Regions from separate parts of the Mus musculus genome. Here all the other regions are linked to region 1. The links are chromatin contacts, called in public promoter capture Hi-C maps. All regions are on one chromosome and are shown on one strand. Each heading gives the region's core, a stretch centred on a gene start, on an enhancer-like site or on the middle of the called end of the contact. The rest is flanking DNA. Distances are from core to core; before and after follow the strand shown. Region 1 holds the start of Scml4 (Scm polycomb group protein like 4). Region 2 holds the start of Ppil6 (peptidylprolyl isomerase (cyclophilin)-like 6). Region 3 holds the start of Qrsl1 (glutaminyl-tRNA synthase (glutamine-hydrolyzing)-like 1). Region 4 holds the start of Sesn1 (sestrin 1).

Region 1 (4,772 bases), core at 1,521-4,020:
GTCTGTGTGCTCACACCTGACAGGCACCTGTTCTCATGAACATCACTCCTGAAACAGGAAAACGATTTTACTCTTCCCTGGTGGGAAAGGGATCTGTCTTCCTCCTCATCCCAAATCCATTCTCAAATCAAATCTAAGAATATGAAACAGGAGGAAGCTAGAATTCTGATCTCTAAGGAGCACCGAGCCAGCTACCCAGAGGTCATGAGGTGCTGAAACTTTCAGAGGTAGCTGCTTGTTCTAAAGTGTGCGGCACAAGGGGTGTGTACATGTGTGTGTGGTATGCCCTTGGCTCCAGAAAAACTGCAGATAAGACCTAAGAAACACTCTGAATTTTGTGTTCCACACCCCGCTTTCCAACAGAAAAGCTATTCTTCAGTGAGCATTCCTTGTTATGTTTCCTTAAATTTATTGCAGTTAAGCATTCGAGATGTAACATTAAGATTAAAAGAAACAAATAAAAACTACTATGTTATGAAAGGTTTAAGGCAATCTGGTCATGATTTTCCAACCATCTAGTCAAAAAAATATTAAAACTTCTGTCTTTGTCCTTCAGGGTATTGTTCAAATTTTTATCACACGCAAGCAGTATTGAATATATTAAAAGTCCTTGGGTTTTTTTCAGTTGGCAAGATCAAAGCGGAGGAGCTGAGGTGACAACCTTTGAGTTTGGCTTGTTTCCTAGATCGCCTATGACCTCCAACCTTCAGCCCCACAACGAGAAGAGAAGCAGAAAGTGAAACTACTGTTGCTCTAGCAGAGAACAGCAGCCGCAGAAGAACTGTGCAGATGAAAGCCGAGCTTGCCCGCTCGTTCTTCCTGTCTCGTTATTGCTCATATATAGCTTTTAAGGAAATAAAAGTAATTTTGGTGACACGGGTAAGACATTTAAATGTGGTAAAACAACTAAGATTTGGGATTTTGTTGGATCTGTGTTTCCTCTTATGACACAAATCAGACAGGCAGATTTGGAGAAGGTTTCTACACACACACACAGTCACAATGTTAAGAGTGAGAGAAACACATTCATGTTTTAATAGTAGTTGACAGCTATATTTTAAAGGTAGACTGTAAAGCTACCAAGCGGCTTCTCTGCACGGGGCATCAATGTTTACATTTTAGCTGCATTTTGATGCTACGCAGTGCTAGTTTTCTAGGTAATTGCCACCCAGTAGCTGTTACTCAGATCGACTGAGCCACTTCTACCAAGCAACAAGCACACAAAATGTTCCATAAAATACTGTCTAAATCAGGCACCTTCTCCTCTACAGCCATCTCCATACTTCTACATGTTCTCCAGACATTCCGTTTTGTTTTGTTCTTAATGAGAAAAAAGTCTTGAGGAGGGAAAGACATCTATGTCTCTTACCCTTCAAAAAAAAATGTTCCTTAGTTGAGAAAGGAATTAAAAACATGGAACACACAACAACCACATCTGGATCACTTTTCAAGCATCCCAGCTACAAAGCCCCATTTCTCAGAGAGCTGCTGATGGTCCTAGCCCTCTTGAGAAATGTCATGACCCTAGAAAGACAACACAGCAAGCCGCCACCTCTGGCTTATTGTCGAAAATAACGGCAAGAACTTAGACTCAAGCGCATCAATGATGAGTGAAAACTGCTAACTCAGCAGCCATACCCACTGGTCCTGTCCATCCGCAGAGCAACCTGTAGACGACACCCGGGGCTGCAGGCAGAATGAGTGGAAGCTATTTGGGGTCACATAGGACTGTGTGAGGGGAGGAGGTGACTTTGTCTTTGAACTTGGGGAAACTCCAAACATTCCATACTAACCTGTTAGTTATTTCCTCCTAAAAAAACTAATAGCAGGAACTTGCAAACAATTAATACTCTCCTTATCTATGACTGGTACATCAGCAACCAACAAAAACACATGAAATATCCCATCTGCAGCATTCAACACAAGTAAATAAAATTCAATTTGAAAACAAATGCTTTGATGAGTGCTTATATCACAGCCAATTTTAATAATCAATTTTAGGTAAATATTTGTAACCTAATCCATACTACAAATTTTAAATTAATAATACAAAATAAGACAAAATTATTATTAGGAAAAAAACCATATTCATGTTTGAAATAATAAAAAATTTGCACATATTTACATATAGACTTAAAGAGAGGTTAAGTGTATACATGTCAAAAATGGTTATAAACTGTGTTTTTACTTTAAATCTCCCTTTGATATATAGTTAAAAAAAATCAAACATTATATTTTGCATGTTAGGATCCGAAGTTTACCCACCGGGCTCAGTAGTTTTAGCACCAGACACTCGTGCATTGCCAGAGAGGCAGGCATGCAAACCCTCCCAAATAAACTAAAGCAGGTAACCTGTTGTGCCGCCAGCCCAAAGAGAAGGAGCCATACAATGTACCACAGCACACCCGCCAGCATGCGTCTCCCTTACCTACAGCTTGGTCACAGAGCCCTGACCAGGGTGTTGCTTGCTGAGGTCTGGAGTGGTGGCTTAGAAGACAGGTGACTTCCTGCACACACACTGCGAGTATGGCACAAGCTATCTTCCACCCGTGTGCTACGCCTGCCTCACAGCTAGTCGCCAGCAGCCCAGCTCGCCGCCGCTGCAAACATCTCATTAGACTAATGCATTCAGTACAGGCAGAACACTCGATTTACCATAGCTACAGCAGTGAATTTCCATTACGATGACAGCTTCAACCACATCATGTCCGGAAAACCAGCCAACCGCTGGCTTCTAAAGAACACACACACATTTTACATGCAGAAAGCGAGGACTCTGTGTGTGTGTGTGTGTGTGTGTGTGTGTGTGTGTGTGTGTGTGTGTGTGTGTGTTATTTCTTTCCTCTGTACAGACAGACCAGCTAAGAGAAATACACAGCACAGCTTTTTGTGAACAGCAGCCGCCAGGTAATGATACTTCTGCTTCTTAGATAGTTACTTCCTTGTAAGAAACTGAATTATGTCACAATAGTCAGAATGGGTGTTTCCTGCATTTCAGTTTTCATTACCCCTCCTCCGTTGCCATAGAAACCAGACTGTAACATCATCTCTTTGTCCCAGTCTTGCAGCAGTGAGGGCCACACCAGGCTTATAAGACTGTTACGATCTGACAAGGCTAATGTTTGGCTTTGGGGGGAAAAGAAGAAGAAAGAAAGAACAATGGTATACCAACAGAAAGCCTGTGTGTTGTCAGAGGTGTGGACCTGTACTGATGACACACTGTGGCTGTACCTGTTAGCTCTAAAGCTGCCTATCCTACGTTTAATCCACATCTGTGTGTGCACATCTGGAAGTGTTTCTCCATGCCCAAACACTCTTGGGACCTGCCTGGGAAAGGGCTGCTGTCTCTCCTCCATACCCACTGCCTGTCCACTAAACCAGTTTACACCAGAGAAGGTGCCTTTTCTCCTCCCTTCTTTTTATAAAGTGAGTCGAGGTTTTCTGCTGCTGACTTGACTCATCTGGGGAAATGGGATGTGTCTCAAGTGTGTCTTATAAGATACCTGGTTTACAAATACAGGCTGTCTACCGGGTTTGCTTTTAGGGACAGGGAGCATGCTTGTAGCCAGGACTGACATTAAACTAATTTGGAAGGTCTGGGTCACAGCTTAGCCAGTTACTGAGTATGAAAAATTAAAAAGGACCTACAATTTGAATGCATATGTAGTGTGAAGTAAATTTGTCCCCTCAAATTAAATAGATACAGGAAATTGATGTTTTTTTTAAGTCAAAGCATTATCCTTACTAAGAAAGAAGGAATTCCCTGGGTGGCATGTGTCCTTTCTGCCTAGGTCCGCTGCCTGCCACAGCCCTGACTCCTCTGCCCCAAGGTGGTTCCCAGGCTGGCCGGGGCCTGGCCCAGCTTGGATGGCAGTCTCCATTCCTACCAAGTGCCATAAAGAGTCAAAAATTTGTACCAACAGTGTAGTATGTGTCCCCTTTGACATCCAAGGGAATCAAAGGCTGATTAGTGAAACAAGATTGGCCCATAGAAGCTCTCAATAAATTTCTATTTTATGAAAGATACAGACAGTTTGGCCCAAGTAGAAATTATTAGGGTTATGGGACTGGCTTTGGACTGAAATTCATGATGTAGAAATGGAAAAGTAACACGTTCACAACAAAGTGCAGACTCACGCTGTTAAGGAACGTAGATGGGAAGAGACATAGAGCTCTCTCCTCATGGGAAGAGGCCTTAGGGGAGGCGGTGAGCTGCCGAAGACAGCATCATGGCTCGCCACTGACCTACAGCAACCCTTTTGGACTCGTATTTAAACTATTGAGGGTTTTTTCCTTTGGAAATAAATATGTTATAAAACTGAAGGGGAAAAGTAAAAATGAAGACAAGGAAAAGAAGGAATCCACATCCTTTATTTACCTGTTGAGTTTTGATGTTCATTCAGGAAAATACAGTCTTGGAAGTTTTGTTTTGGAGGGGGTGTGTCTGTACTTTCTTATAACTTAGTTCATTTAAAGAAGAAGCCTAAGGAAGAAGATGAGAAGGAGAAAAGAAATTAGAAGCCAGCCAGGTGTGGGCGACAAACTGTGATGTCATCATTCAGGAGCCAGAGGCAGAAAGAAATGGGCCAGCCTGGGCTATGTGGGGAGTCTCAGGGCAACTTCAGCTATAGAGTAAGGCCCTGGGGAAGAGGGAGGACACTAGGGCCTGATGGATGGTTTAAATGTGGCCTGCGCCAAGTTCCAGCCACAGCTATGGTCATACAGTCTCACACAGTGTTCCACTGAAGGGCATTTTAGATGAGCTCGGGTAA
Region 2 (4,772 bases), core at 1,587-4,086, 1.4 Mb after region 1:
CTAAGGATGATGCTTTGAGGCCCCATTGTGGTCTAAAAGGCACGGGTCTCGCGTTCTCTATCAGATGAGATGATTTCAAGAGGAAGAAAGCCTGGGTGACAGACAGCATATCACACTCTGGGATGGGTGCAAGATGGTGACAGCAACCTGGCCACTTGCCTTCTAAGACTGTGGTACCCAAACAATGGAACTTTTTCTCGGTTCCATAGTCTGTGTTCAGTTTCAGACAATCCTACAAGATGATCGCTGTTTCCAAGTAAGGAATTATCTAAAGTAATAAGATCAATTGTTTTCAAATTAGGCCCTATTACGCTTGTTCATAACACATTTGTTATAGAAAGGACTACATCCAAATTAAAATATGTACTAGTATTTATCCTTATCTTTTAAAAATCGAAATCTATGAATCAAGCATCTGGGATTACTCACAAACATACTAGGATTATAATCAAATATCCTCAGTTAAGCTAGAAGTGAATTTACATTGATACATCTTCATATTTGAATATAGTCACAAGAGTAGAAACTTAAGGGAAAATTACATTATTACAATATTAAAAACATTGTTTTGTTGACTTAATATCCTCTATAGCAGTTAACTCCTGAACAGGTTTTTTGTTTTTTTGGTTTTTCGAGACAGGGTTTCTCTGTGTAGCTCTGGCTGTCCTGGGACTCACTCTGTAGACCAGGCTGGCCTCGAACTTAGAAATCCGCCTGCCTCTGCCTCCGGAATGCTGGGATTAAAGGCGTGCACCACCATGCCCGGTTCTGAACAGTTTTTGAAAGAACTGACAGTCAAACATAATTTTGTATCTTTTCTTTTATTTATTTATTTATTTATTTATTTATTTATTTATTTATTATATGTAAGTACACTGTAGCTGTCCTCAGACACTCCAGAAGAGAGAGTCAGATCTTGCTATGGATGGTTATGAGCCACCATGTGGTTGCTGGGATTTGAACTCCTGACCTTCGGAAGAGCAGTCGGGTGCTCTTACCCACTGAGCCATCTCACCAGCCCTTTGTATCTTTTAATGGTTGAAAATAATCAAAAGATGAATTATATTTCATGTTATATCAAAATTATATATGTCTAACTCAGCATCTACAATAAAGTCTTTTTTAAAAAGATTTATTTATTTATTATATGTAAGTACACTGTAGCTGTCTTCAGACACTCCAGAAGAGGGAGTCAGATCTCCTTAAGGACACTCCAGAAGAGGGAGTCAGATCTCATTAAGGATGGTTGTGAGCCATCATGTGGTTGCTGGAATTTGAACTCAGGACCTTCGGAAGAGCAGTCAGTGTTTGTTGTGACTTAATCCCTGAGCCATCTCTCCAGCCCCTACAATAAAGTTTTATTAGAACACTTATATCCTGTGTCCACCGCTTTGCTTTGTTATGAAGACAAAGTATTAATAACTATGTAGCCCAGGCTGGCCATCAACTTCCTGTCTTGGCCTTTTGGGTGCCTGTGTTACCATACCTGGGCACACTGTTTTTCTCAACATAAGTCTAAGACTGTGTCCCAGAACACCTAACATATTTACTAATTGAACTTCCCAGGAAGAAAAAAAAAAGGTTGCAAACACTTTGCCTGCAGTGTGGAACAACCACAGGAAATATTAATGTCTTAAGAGAGTCAAACAAGAAAGAGAGAGAGAGAGAGAGAGAGAGAGAGAGAGAGAGAGAAGGGAGGAAGGAAGGAAGGCCACTTTAGCTGTAAGACACTGGTTCATGTCTCAAAAATACCAAAAAAAAAAAAAAAACCCAATAAAGAAACAAACACAAGCACTAAGCCTTCATCTTCCAACACACACACAAGACAGCACTTTCACTCTGGATGCTAGAGCAAGCAAGGGTGTGTGTGTGTGTGTGTGTGTGTGTGTGTGTGTGTGTGTTCTGAGGGTGAATTCTACTGCCCTTGCTCTCCAGCTGGAAAAAACAAGCACAAACAAACTAGTTGCTGGCTCAGGGCTGCGTGTATTTCACCACCGTACCCCCCAGGTTTTTTCCTGTTTCCAGGTAGCAGGCGTGCTGCGGCATGATTGACCTGGCTACATTTGTTTGTTTCCTGGTGCATAAAATATCATTCTACATGTTTACAAATTCATACTTGGATTCTTCACAGCACTTCTGGGACATCTCTTAAAAATCTGAAAAGTATCTGATTCTGCTAAAATGCAGAAACAACTACAGAAATTATAAAGGAAAGGCCCTTCCAAAATTAAAGTACTAAAAAAAATCACAAGTGTTTTTTTCTTTTCTTTTCTTTTTTTTTTTTAAACTAGAGGCGGGGAGGCTGAGGTGGTATCTGGGGCACCGGGTTACCTCAGCGATGGTCCTGAAAGCTGGAGCTTTTGAATATTTTCCCGTAATTTTGAATTTTGTAAATCCATAATCCAATAAAAAATTTCACGTGAACTAGCATTTCCATGCATAGGTGTTCCGAAATTACCATTTTCCCAATACGGATCCCCGCGAACGCTCGCTCGCGCTCCGAGTCTCTTCCAGGTCGCCCTTCCTTGCGACCAGCATTTGTTCTCTATGCCCCCATCCAGCCCTAGGACAGAACGTGGACCCCCGCCCGCCAGCGCAGGCGACACCGCGGCAGGGGGCTGAGGTGCGCACGGCGTCTGGGGCGAGGGGTTACCTCAGCGATGGTCTTTGACACCTGAAAGCTGGAGCTTTTGAAGAGCCCCACCACCTTCAGCTTCAGGGGCGGCTCGGGCGGCAACCGCACGTGACATGCTGGGGGCTTCGACTTGGGCCGGCACGGCTGCTGGGTGGCCATGGCAGGGACAGCAGAGAGCCCGGAACACAAATAGTGCGAGTCGCCAGGGCAACCGCGTGGCTCCTCCCCGAACGCCCGCAAGGGGCGGGACCTGAGTGAGTTCGTGGGCGGGGCCTCGCATCAACTTCAAGCCTGTTGCTGGTGGAAGCCGAGCCGGGAACAAGGGAGGAACCTGTAGGCCGCGGTGCGGAGAACCCACCGAAGGACCTAAGAATCTGGAACAGTCCACCCGAGATTCCTTCCAGGACTGCCGGCGGCCTCGCGCAGCCAGCCCGGGATTTGCAGCCGACCTTCTTTCCGGGTGGAAGGACGGCCTTTGTCCCAGTAACGCAGGAGTCGCCCCCCACCCCCAACCAGCTCGCGTTCCTGGGTCGGGGCAGCGCAGGACAGGGCAATAAGCCTGTGCGCGCAATCCGCCTCGCCGCCCTTGCTCCGAAGCACTCCAGCCATGAAGCTCAACTTTTCTCTACGGCTGAGAGTTTTCAATCTCAACTGCTGGTAAGTAAGTGCTCCCAGGCGTGGGCTGCAGCCTCGGAGCCACCTTCCAGTCCCCTCTCGCACATGCCTAGGAAGGAAGCAGGTCTTCTTCAGCCGAGCTAGACCCTGTCCTTCCCGAACCACCAAAGTCCACATCGCCTAAAGACCAGAGCTTGGGTGGTTGCAGCAATCACCAAAGTCCCTATCATCCAAAGCTGAGGTGATGACAGCAGTAATCGTCCCAAACCTGGCCCATGTCTTTCCTTTTAAATGATTTACTTTTATTTTATGTACATTTGGTGTTTTGCCTGTATGTATGTCTGTGTGAAGGTGCCAGATTCTCTGGAACTGGAGTTACAGACAGTTGTAAGCTGTCATGTGCTTGCTGGAAATTGAACTGCTGACCCATCTCTTCTGCCCCCTGCGTCCTCCACCCCTTTTAGGGACATCCCCTACCTGAGCAAACATAGGGCGGACCGCATGAAGCGCTTGGGAGACTTTCTGAACTTGGAAAACTTTGATCTGGCTCTCCTGGAGGAGGTGAGGTTGTAGGGCAGGCTAGGTTGGAGGAGGGCAGCAGGCGGCAGGCGGCGCAGGAAAACTGTTCTGTCTGGGATGAAATCCAAGCAAGTATCCTCACCTTCTTCCTCAGGTGTGGAGTGAGCAGGACTTCCAGTACCTAAGGCAAAGGCTATCGCTCACCTATCCAGATGCACACTACTTCAGAAGGTGAAAAGCCTGTGTTCTCAGCCTGTTCTCAGACGAGGAAGCTCTCCAACATTCTTGCTTGCACCCTCGATCTTCTTCCTCTGGGTGTGAGAAGAGCAGGCCGTCACCCTCATCTTGCAAGGGCTGCTGTCTTAGGCTTTGTTCTGGGGTTGATCTTAGCAGTAGAGCTGGGAGACCGCGGAGGGGAAGAGGGCTGGCTGGGTACTCCCCTCCTTGCTCTTCTGGTTATTAAGCAAGAGTTGGTTTTCAGCGGGATGATAGGCAGTGGCCTCTGTGTGTTCTCCAAACACCCAATCCAGGAAATCTTCCAGCATGTCTACAGTCTGAATGGTTACCCCTACATGGTAAGGATCTCTTCCCTATCCTTGCTAACACAGACTGGACGCAGCCTTCCTGGGGCCTTGGCAGGAGGGTGTCAGTACCCTGAGTTTTTGTCTTCTCTTGCCTGCAGTTCCATCATGGAGACTGGTTCTGTGGGAAGTCTGTGGGGCTGCTGGTGCTCCGTCTAAGTGGACTGGTGCTCAATGCCTACGTGACTCATGTGAGTGGGGCTAGCCAGGCTTAGGCAGTGGGTCAAGCAGCCCAATGCTATGGTGGAGAAGAGACGCCACTAGTTAGTTCTGCTGCCTGGGGATAAGGCATGGGATCAGAAGCTAGCATTGGGCAAGGTTCACCCATTCCCTGTCACACTCTGCCATGTGACAGATGACAAGCTTGATTCAGACAGCCTTCTCTTTGATTTCACCTATTCCACTTTAGCTACATGCTGAGT
Region 3 (4,772 bases), core at 1,689-4,188, 1.0 Mb before region 1:
CAGGAGTTTTCCAGATACAAACATTTTAAGACTCCAAATCTTTCTCTAAATTTCTTCTGAAGAAATGCTACTAGTCCTTATCTACCAGATAAAGAGAAAGAAAGTGATTTCAGGAATACTTTACTCAAATATCCACAGTATTATCAAGATAGCATGCAATTAATATAGAATTCTTGGCTTTTGTTTTATGGTTGTTTGTTGCTGTCAATGCCGGAGATCTTGCCCACGGCCTTACATGGCTATACAAAGGAATTTCTATTACTGAGCCATACCTCTGTCCCTGATAAAAATCTGACTAAGATATATCTAACTCTTTTCTCTCTTACTAAGTATTTGAAGTCTAGTGTATTTTACAGTGACTGCACTTTCAGTTCAGACCAGGAACATGCGCTTCTCAAAGCCATACGTGGCTCACTGGCCGCTATCCTCACCAACATAGCTCTAGGAAGTCACTAAATGTGCTAAATGCAACATTCAAAAGTAGAGACCCAGAGGCTCTCCAGGTCTGGTATGCCTGCAATCTGAACAATGTGTCTTTAAAAAGCATCTTCTTTTCCAAGTCTTTATGGGGCAACCTTTCCATCATTATTTCAAGTAACAGTGTAACAGTGTAACAGAAGACAGAACCATGTATGAAAATCCAGATGTCGTAAAAGGCATCAAAGAGATGTACTGAAGTGTAAAACAATGCTAACTTGTCTCAATTTCCTGGATTATTTTGGAAAATTATTTTTACAACTTATTAAATTGTATTTATTTAGGGCATAGCAAAATGTGGCACAGGCAACTTTCCATGGTGATTTCTCTCCTTCTACCATGCAAGTCACAGGGACTGAACCTGGGTCTTTGGGCTTGACAGCAAGTGCCTTTCCCCACTGGGCCATCTCACTGACATACACAGTTCTTCTATCCCAGAAACCTCTTTGGAATTAAATCCTGTGCTATATCAATCACTGCCCTACACTAAGTCATACATGAGCACTCCTGCTGAGGCACTGAAGGCCACTGTAGGCCCCCACACAAGCCCTTCAGAACACTGACCCAGGGTTAAACATGGCAGCTTCCTTAACCACTAGGTAGTTAACTTCCTGTGAATTGGTCATCTCAGAACATATTCATCTTCAGAAGACACACGTGAGTTCCCATAAGCGAGACTGACAATATTTTTGCCAGTTTTTTCCAGAATTAAAGTAATTTATAAATACAAATCAATTTGTTCACCACTATAATAGAACCACAGTATAGAATATAAGAATACATTTAAGGAATGCTCTCCCCAAGCTGTTCAATATGACCCAGCAAGAGAAATTAGGATAACATTATCCCAGCTTCAGCGGGTGTATAACAAGAAAACACATTTAAGCTGGAGGTGGGGAGTGGGGAATGGGGATATGAGAAATGACGAGGATGCTGTGCCCCTATCAGGAGTTCTGCTCTGTTGCTTGGTACACTGGGCCTATAACAGAAGCTGTGAACCGTGGGACAGCAAGAAGGATACAGGAATTACATAGACCCAGACTCTGAACTGATGGGGAAACATAGCCAAACTCTGGAGCCTGTGCTGGACCCTAAAATTACCACAGAGCAAATTAACTGTAGATATCACTTCTCGGTCCCAACTCATATGTGAAAGGAAACAAACACATTTAATAAAAGATTAAAGTATACCTTAGCAGTTGTGACAACAAAACGTCGTAAATATTTGCAGGGATAGTATCAGAAACCAGATGGCTCTGCCTATAGTGGTGCTTGCTACCAAGCCTGGTGGTCAGTTTAATGCCCGGAGCCTACCTGGTAGAAGGAAGAAACTCACTCCCACAAGATGTCCTTTGACCTCCACTTGGGCCCTGTTCCACACACCCAAACACAAAATAAATACATGTAATAAGAAACCTAAATGACTCCCTCACGCCAACCTAAATGTAGTCTATTAACTAGGTGTGGTCTACACCTGCTAAATCCCAGGCCTGGAGAGGCAGAGCAGGAGGGCGGCAGAGTGGAGACTAGTCAGTGGTATACAATGAATTGGAGGCCAGCCTGGGCTAGACAACGACCCCTTGTTTCAAAAGAAAAACAACAAAACACCTGTGTGCCCAGTGAATTTTGATTTAAAACCAAACAAACCCGGACAACTTACTTCTCATATTAACATCTATAGGATTTACACTGGCAGCGTGGACTTTGATAATGACTTCATTTGGATAGTGTATGATAGGTAACATCATGTTCTGGGTGAATCGAAGGACTTCATTCTTTCCATATTTATCTATCACCCAAGCGGGCATGACAGTGCTCCTCGCAGACGTAGTACTAATGCCTCTAAATGGTGGCTTTGGGATAACTGTCCTTCTCCAGAAGCAGGCGGCGGCACAAGCACTTCTTCTAAGTACACAGGTCTTCAAAACGCCCATCCTGAGCAGGGATGGAGAACGTTTCCTCGAAAAAAAGAAAAGAAAAAAAGAAAAAGAAAAAAGAAAGGAGGAGCGGGGGTGGGGGGTGCGACGGTGGAGAGAAAGGACCTGAAGCAGGTCAAACTAACACATTTCAATTCAGCCAAAATCTGCCAAACCCACAGGTCAATTAAGCGAGGGGGAGCTTTCAGAAGCAAACTCAACCTAAAGCCGCGACGGAATTAAAATAGAATTGCTACTGTGCTCCCCACGTCAGAAATGTCCCAGTTGGCGTCCAGTCAGTACACTGGCCATTCCTTCCTTACGCTCTCCTTCCCCTTAAGGAAAAAAAAGCAAGCAAGCAGGGAGTCCTCAGAGGGACAAGCAAACAAGGCTAGCAATTCCTAGGTCAGGCGGATTCCTGACACGACCCCGGCCGCGGTCTCCTTGCCTGTCCGCGCGCCTCCGGTCGCCGGCGCGCGAGCCAATCGTGTGCAGAGATCATTTCCGCCGCCCGGAACTCGACCAATCCAGGCGCTCGTTGTTAAAGAGGAGCCAAGATGTCTGCGCCCATGTAACGCCGGTGGCAGAGATTGACTCCTTCCTCTGTTCCGGGACCCGGTGCTACCGGCTGACTCCGAGGGCTATGCTGGGCCGGACTCTCCGAGAAGTGAGTGGACATGGCCAGGAGGGGACCAGGGAGGGCTGAGACACTGGAGGACTCGGAAGTTCAAGGTCGCCCCGGGTCACGCCGCACGGCACGCCCCCCCCCCCCGACCGCCTACATTCCTGAGTGGGAAGTGGGATTCGAACCTAAGCTCTTACCGTACACGCTGAGTCAATCCCCTAGAGTCAGAACGTCAAAAAGTTTGAACCCCTGAGCCGTGGAGTGGAACGACAGTCAACCCGCGCGATTAGGGAGAGGTTTCTCAGACAAGCCATCTCAGTCCCGTCGCTGCTGTGCTCGCTTAGGGACGGGGCGGTTTTGTAGCATGCACATTTGAAACAAACAAAAAAATTGGTGGCTTAAAAAAAAAAACAAAAAAAAACTAGGATTTCTACCACATCGTGTTTGAACATCTACTTAAGCTGTAGGTCGCAACCACAAATGTAGGAGAAAATGTGACAGCAGTTTTGAAAGGGAAGGAGGAGTGTTCCTGAGACAGTGGGCAAAGTTAATTCAAAAATCAAACTGTGAGTTGTGAGTTCAAGGTGTTTCTGACCGCACCCAGCGGTGCTTCCTCACGACTCTCTGCAGCAGGGTATGTGTGCACTGCCCAGCAAATGCTGCCGGAAACATCTCAACTCAGAATCGAGAGTATTGTTTATTAAGATTTAACATATGAGCAACTTTTCTAAACTTGTAGAAACATAATTATTTAATTTCAGAAAGCAAAACCTTTTAATATTTTACTAAATCGTTTTTCAGCTTGTCATACCCTAAGTGTGAAATGCGTGCATCTTTGGGATTTGTTGCTTTAAGGTGCTTGATTCTAAAAATGGCTGAGTTATTGACTTGAGTCTCATTCAAAAATCACTAAATAAGTTTTGATGTGAGATTATTCAGCTTTTTCCCAATATGGCGCTAAACATGCTCCTACAATTTTGTACAACATATTTATGCAAAGTGGTGTTCTCAGCACTGATATATCAAATCAAAATATTGGTAAACTGAAAAAAAATGAAAAACGTTGAGGAAACCTACAGCCAGGATTTAATTCTTTATTTAAAAATAAGCAAGTCTATGCATTTATTGGTATGCAGGTTTACTTTCATCTTTAATAGTAGAATTATGTACACCAAATAATTTTGTAAATATCTATATTTATTTATTTATTTATCTATTGTATATGGGTCTTTTGACTGCATGTATGTCTGCACACCAGAAGAGTGTATCAGATCCCATGTCACTACAGTCTTAAGTGGTTGAGAGCTGCCTTATGGGTGCTGGGATTTGAACTCAGGGCCTGTGGAAGAGCAGCCAGTGCTCTTAGCTGCTGAGGCACTACTCTAGACTCCATAGAATGGTTCTAAAATCAAATCCTTTATGATTTAGCAATTAATGCCTTGTATACCTACTTTGTATCTCAGTATACCTGTGCTTTGCAAAGCTTGTCTAGCACAAAAGGATTGTGAGTAGAAAAAGCTTCAGAAGCCCTGCCCAGGCTCGTATCTGTGAGGGCCTTCTGGAGGGCTCTTCCAAATGCCCAGAACACTCTAAACAAAGCAGAGGTGTCATTGCCCAAGCCAGAACAAAACCGGGAAGCACACCGTTACCCGTGGGTCTGTACACTGCCCTTCACTCTCCCTGTCCATCAACTCACTAAGCCCTCTAGTCTGTTCTCTTGAGATACCGTCCCACCTTAAGTCTTAGTCTTGCTT
Region 4 (4,772 bases), core at 1,544-4,043, 1.0 Mb after region 1:
CCTTTGGCAGAACATCCAAACATTCCTACTTGCCCCCAGTGCTTGCTATGTTAGTCACTGTGTGCTGCTCAAATGCATGCATGAATCAATGCTGTGGGGGAGAAACTCCATAAAGTGGAAATTTCATCTTTGCAAATTAATGGGAGACAGCAAGAAGGCAAACACCTTTGTTTATCCATCGGATAGTTACTTAGTAGCTTCCAGGTCTCAGCCAATACTCTCAATACTTGAGGACTTAAGAGCCCTTCTGGGGGAAGAGACTTAACCAACACAGCTTACTGAACAATACAAATCAAGTACCTCTTACAACAATGGCAGCAGTAAAGAATAACAGAAGAGAGGAAAAATGAAGGTCTATAGGAAGCCACTACAACACAGAACCCGGTGTCCTTTTGCAGAACAAATCCAGCTTGAGATATACTTTACATAGTCTACTGCACTTGTGAAAGAGGAGAGGTGCATTCACTAGATAGGACTCTGGCACTTTGCATGCCATTTCATCTCACAAAAGCTCTGCATTCTTATCCTGATTTTATAAGACGTGAAAATCGAACACAAGGAAAGGCAAGGAACTTGCCTAAGGTCATTTAGTACATTAATAAGGACGCACTTGAACCCAGGTCTGACTCTAGTGCATTGCCTTAGCACTTCCCAGAGCTCGGATACTTTATCTTCAGTATAACTCTTAACAAGTTATATTATTTAGTCTCCCACTCAGAGACCAAGGTGAAGTAGAGTCACACCAAGAGGAAGGGCGACTCCCCTGAAACACTAGATGAGAAGCCTACAAACTTCCCGGTCACCTACTTACATACAACCCACAACAATGTTGGATGTGCACAATGATGACTCCACTACTTAAGAAAAATTCCCATAGTGGCTATGCAGAGGTCTAGAGAAATAGTTCCTTATGTCCAAGGGACAGAATGCACATACACTGAGAATTAGCTCCTTCCTGTAAAACGAATTATTACTGATTCTAGAGTATCTGTAAAAATATTTGAAGATAATTATTTTATGGCTATGATTGCACCTCTTTTATCTAAGTCACTAAAGAAAGCTGTCATCACTTAATACACAGTCAGTGAGCATTCTTCATATGTATAAACATTTCTCCTGCTTCTCCAAATTTTAACACACCTTCTAATACAACAGAATAAAGTGACTGTAGAAAAATGGCAGGACATTATAGAATTTTAAACCTTACTGCACTCACAATTTAATAGGTTTGCACATGAAAAGAGGAAAGAAACAATTCAAGGAAAACAGAAAATAACTGAGCAGCCAAGTATTTTCACCAAATGCCTTACCTGGACCCAACTTTTCTTTCTTTTTCTCCCCACAACCCCCTCCCTGCAACCCTAAGGCAGGGCCTTGCCATGTAGCCATGTATGGACCTAGTACTCATTGCTCGCCAGGCTGGTCTCGAACTCCTGGTGGCATTATTCCTCAGCTTCCTGGGAGTATGGAGAGTAAGCTACTGAACGCCCAACTCTGGGTCCAACTTTTCCACCTGGACAAGAGTTACCTTCTTTATGACTTAGGCTGTTTTTTATTATTGTTTTCTAGTTCTGTTTTAGGATGCTTTTAGAAAATGAAATCCTGTCTTTGTTAAAGAGCCAGAAAAAAATTATCCTGCCAGTTACTCTGAACAAATAGGAAATATTTCATGCAACTCCTCATTTTTGAGGCTTTCAGTGTGAAACTTTCCACACCATAACAATGTGAAAAGCGCACTGGCTACACTTGGCAACAAACAGAAAAAAAATGACAAAGACTGGATTTTAATTAACCAGACCTTTCATATATATTATATTCCACAGACAATGCCATTTCTACCCAAAAACACCATAAAAACAATTCCTGTTCATCTATTTTTGAAAACCGTTTTTAGTTTAGCCTGTTCCATTTGGGCCCAACATTGAACGTTTTACAGAACCCTCTAATGCCTAGTGATGTCATTATTAACAGCTAACCAGTTAGACTACCCCCATGGAAGCAAAAGCGACGGGAATAACTAAGTCAAATCACATCGGCTAGTTAAGTCACTCTAAAACTGCTCTTACCTCGACGCTCTTCAGAATGAGCCCGCTTCTCTCTCGCACATCTTTAAAGGGACATCTCTTAGAGAGCATAAGCAGATGAGCAAGAAGTTTATTCATCCCATCCAAAGAAACCGCGTTTGAAAGTCCGTCTGAAGGTCGGGAAAGTGTCTCTTTCGCTGAACGAAGGTATTCGGTTTTTCTCAAAACGATCTGCCTAATGTTTTCCAGTGCTGTCTCTCTAGTAGTCGTGTCTCTGCTGCACAGTCCCTCCCATCTCGCTTCATTCTCTCCTTCAGCCATGACAATCAAGAGCTTTTTCTTTTTCAGCGTTTAGTCAGTTACCTTTCAGCATTCCCCCAAAGCAGCCCGTCGTTTGTTTGTTTTTTAAACAAAAAACAAAAACAACGAGAAACGCTAAGAATAAAGTCAGAGAAATCCAGCCGTCGTGAAAGCAGGCGTCTGGATGGCACTGGGAATCACACGTGCTTTTTAAAGTTGATGCTTTCAAATCGATCCACAAGGCGGATCACCCAGGCACCCTCTCCTACACGAGGGCAGTCTTCTGACAGAGATTGAAAAGAACAAACTTGGAAAGTTGCAATCTCACAGAGCTGGTTAGCTGGACACAGAGTCCCGGGGAAGTGTTCTCTGTGTCGCAGGGTCAGCGGATATCCTCACGTTGTGGAGCTGTCAAATCCGTGCTTGGTCCCAAAAGGCTGGTAAACAGTAGAAGGTTCTCCAGCCATTCGATTTTTTGTCTGTGCAGCGGCTGGTTCTCGACCGTTCCCACCCCGCCCTCCTCCGACACCAGTCTCCGCCCCCCTCGGCTCCTCCTAGCGCCGCGGCAGGGCAGCGGGCGGGTGCTGGCGGGGTAGGCGGTAGACCCTGGCCCTTAGCTGCTGGGGCCCGAGGCTCCGGTGCTCCGGGGGAGCAGTGTCCGCCAATCACAGTGTCAGCGGCGACTAAGGGCGGCGTCCCCAACCCTGCCGGTTCTTGTCCCCCGGGGTACGCCGATGCTCCTCTTACTCCTCTGTCCTCGCCCACCTCCGCCAAGCCAGAGGGCACCCCGCAATCCAGCAGTCATCGAGCCCAGGGCTGCACGGCTGAAGCAAAGGGCCCCAGGCACAGAGCCCGCCCCTTCGCCCAGCCCCGTCGGTGGGGATCGGCCCAGAGGGCGGGAGCAGGGAGGGGAGACGGGGTCCTCACCCCCAGCCCCTCCCCTGTCCCCGCCCGGGACCGCCGGGAGCCGCCCCTGCCCCATGCCTGCCTCTCCGCCCAGGCACACGCGACCCGCAAAGACAGCCATTGGAAGCAGCCCCGCCCTCGGGCAGAGTACCTCCGGACCCCGAGTCCAGCGCGCCACTGACTAAGACCGGCTGCTGCGCATGCGCGACGCCGGCCAGGGCGCATGCGCTTTCCGCGGTGTTGTCCTTTCTCGACGTTTGGAGGCGCTGGTTTGAAGAAGGGGAAAGAAAAGTAAGGAGTACAGATGCCCGGAGATGTTTATCGAACAAGAAAAGCCGAACAAATAAAGGTGCTCTATAGTATTCCAAGTAGAAATGGGATAGAATTATGAGTGACAGCCAAGCAGGCAGGGCTTTGCGTTGGCTTTTGGGAAATGTAGTTGTAATGCTAACTACGCGCTCTGTTTGCGACAGAAACTACAATTCCCAGATGCCACCGCGACACTTGTCTTTGCCCGCGAACCAACGGTTCTGGAGGCCGTGGTTAACTGGGAGCGTCCATCTGGTAAGCGTGGTAGGCTTGGTTGTGACCCGTTCAGTGAAAAAAAATTTTTTTTTTCCCCTCGGAAACTCTGGTGCCGACGCCATCTGGGATTGCTTCCTTTCCGTCGTGGCTTGCCGGGAGAGAAATAGTGCAGGTGCTCAACACCTTTGGTTGGGTGACTGAGGCAAGGATTTGGGGATCATTGTTTGGAAGGCCAAGGAGCAGCCTTAAGACAGGCAAACTGGAAAAAAAAAAAAAAGAAAAGAAACAAAAAAGCAAAACAAAAAACCGACGCCGCTGCTTCTGCTGTCCTCTTGCACATAGGCCCGTGCTGAATGGATTAGGAATCCCTAAGCGTTGCCATTGCACCTTTGCCCTTACAGGGATCTGTTTTGTGCTGTCTTTGCTCAGTCAGATAGCATCCGAAGGGGATCTTTGAAAGCAAGTCTCTTGTGTCTGAGACTGAAAAGAACTTCAAATGTCCTTAGGTTTGGAAGGTTCTGTATGAAAAGAAGCCTATAAAAACCTCCTAAATGTGTTATCTTTGAACGATATGGTCATTTCTCTAAAGGTGTTTTTGGAAGGTTTTTAATAGACTGGTAATCGGATTCGATTTTAATCCTTTGTTTTACAAAGTAAACATAGTCATAAAATATTAATCTGGAACTAAAGAGATGGTGCAGTAGTTAAGAATTGTTCTTATACAGTACTTAAGTTCGATTCTCAGCCCCAACTTGGCAGCTCACAGCCATTCATAACTTTAGTTCCAGAGGATCTGATGACTTCTAACCTCAGTAGACACCAGGCATAAACCTGGGGCACAGGCATACATGCAAACAATACACTCATTGAAAAATCCAAAACCATAAAAATTAATGAGGCTTTTAACATGAGAAAAGTGTAACAATAACTTTTATTCTCCTGCTGTAATTGCTGTCTGGAGGCTTACTGCCTCCATCAGCTAATCTAGGCCCAATCCTGCAAGCTTCTAGCTTCTGT

Evidence for each region. Promoter capture Hi-C pulls out the DNA fragments that hold promoters and counts their contacts. Capture Hi-C pulls out chosen DNA fragments and counts their contacts.
Region 2: a contact with region 1 is called in a promoter capture Hi-C map of liver, with 4 times the contacts expected there. The contact joins the promoter of Ppil6 here to the promoter of Scml4 in region 1. A contact is called at or near these places in 2 of 39 promoter capture datasets (liver and neutrophils), 4 of 115 datasets of contacts at active chromatin or transcription factors (astrocytes, double positive thymocytes, memory CD8 T cells and 1 more) and 2 of 9 other capture datasets (adipose tissue and liver).
Region 3: a promoter capture Hi-C map of liver shows a contact between it and region 1, with 4 times the contacts expected there. The contact joins the promoter of Qrsl1 here to the promoter of Scml4 in region 1. A contact is called at or near these places in 4 of 39 promoter capture datasets (hippocampal neurons, liver and pre-B cells) and 1 of 115 datasets of contacts at active chromatin or transcription factors (astrocytes).
Region 4: a contact with region 1 is called in a promoter capture Hi-C map of pre-B cells, with 5 times the contacts expected there. The contact joins the promoter of Sesn1 here to the promoter of Scml4 in region 1. A contact is called at or near these places in 1 of 39 promoter capture datasets (pre-B cells), 1 of 484 Hi-C or Micro-C datasets (CD4 T cells), 5 of 115 datasets of contacts at active chromatin or transcription factors (double positive thymocytes, embryonic forebrain, large pre-B cells and 2 more) and 2 of 9 other capture datasets (adipose tissue and liver).

The regions. Positions count from the first base shown.
Region 1 is chr10:42,858,510-42,863,281 of GRCm38.p6, reverse strand. Scml4 (Scm polycomb group protein like 4) reads right to left here and starts at 2,770. Exons shown (of 9, transcript NM_172938.3): 1 at 2,429-2,770. Gm34006 (a long non-coding RNA gene) reads left to right here. Exons shown (of 3, transcript XR_380280.4): 3 at 626-876.
Region 2 is chr10:41,488,503-41,493,274 of GRCm38.p6, reverse strand. It overlaps Ppil6 (peptidylprolyl isomerase (cyclophilin)-like 6), which reads right to left and starts at 2,836. Exons shown (of 8, transcript NM_028430.1): 1 at 2,654-2,836. The coding sequence starts at 2,794. It overlaps Smpd2 (sphingomyelin phosphodiesterase 2, neutral), which reads left to right and starts at 2,935. Exons shown (of 10, transcript NM_009213.2): 1 at 2,935-3,292; 2 at 3,715-3,811; 3 at 3,924-4,000; 4 at 4,251-4,344; 5 at 4,452-4,541; 6 at 4,760-4,772. The coding sequence starts at 3,243.
Region 3 is chr10:43,899,902-43,904,673 of GRCm38.p6, reverse strand. It overlaps Qrsl1 (glutaminyl-tRNA synthase (glutamine-hydrolyzing)-like 1), which reads left to right and starts at 2,938. Exons shown (of 11, transcript NM_001081054.2): 1 at 2,938-3,060. The coding sequence starts at 3,037. Rtn4ip1 (reticulon 4 interacting protein 1) reads right to left here and starts at 2,867. Exons shown (of 9, transcript NM_130892.5): 1 at 2,138-2,867. The coding sequence starts at 2,411.
Region 4 is chr10:41,808,595-41,813,366 of GRCm38.p6, reverse strand. It overlaps Sesn1 (sestrin 1), which reads right to left and starts at 2,793. Exons shown (of 10, transcript NM_001162908.1): 1 at 2,067-2,793. The coding sequence starts at 2,345. It overlaps Cep57l1 (centrosomal protein 57-like 1), which reads left to right and starts at 3,499. Exons shown (of 11, transcript NM_001243074.1): 1 at 3,499-3,579; 2 at 3,704-3,794. The coding sequence starts at 3,720.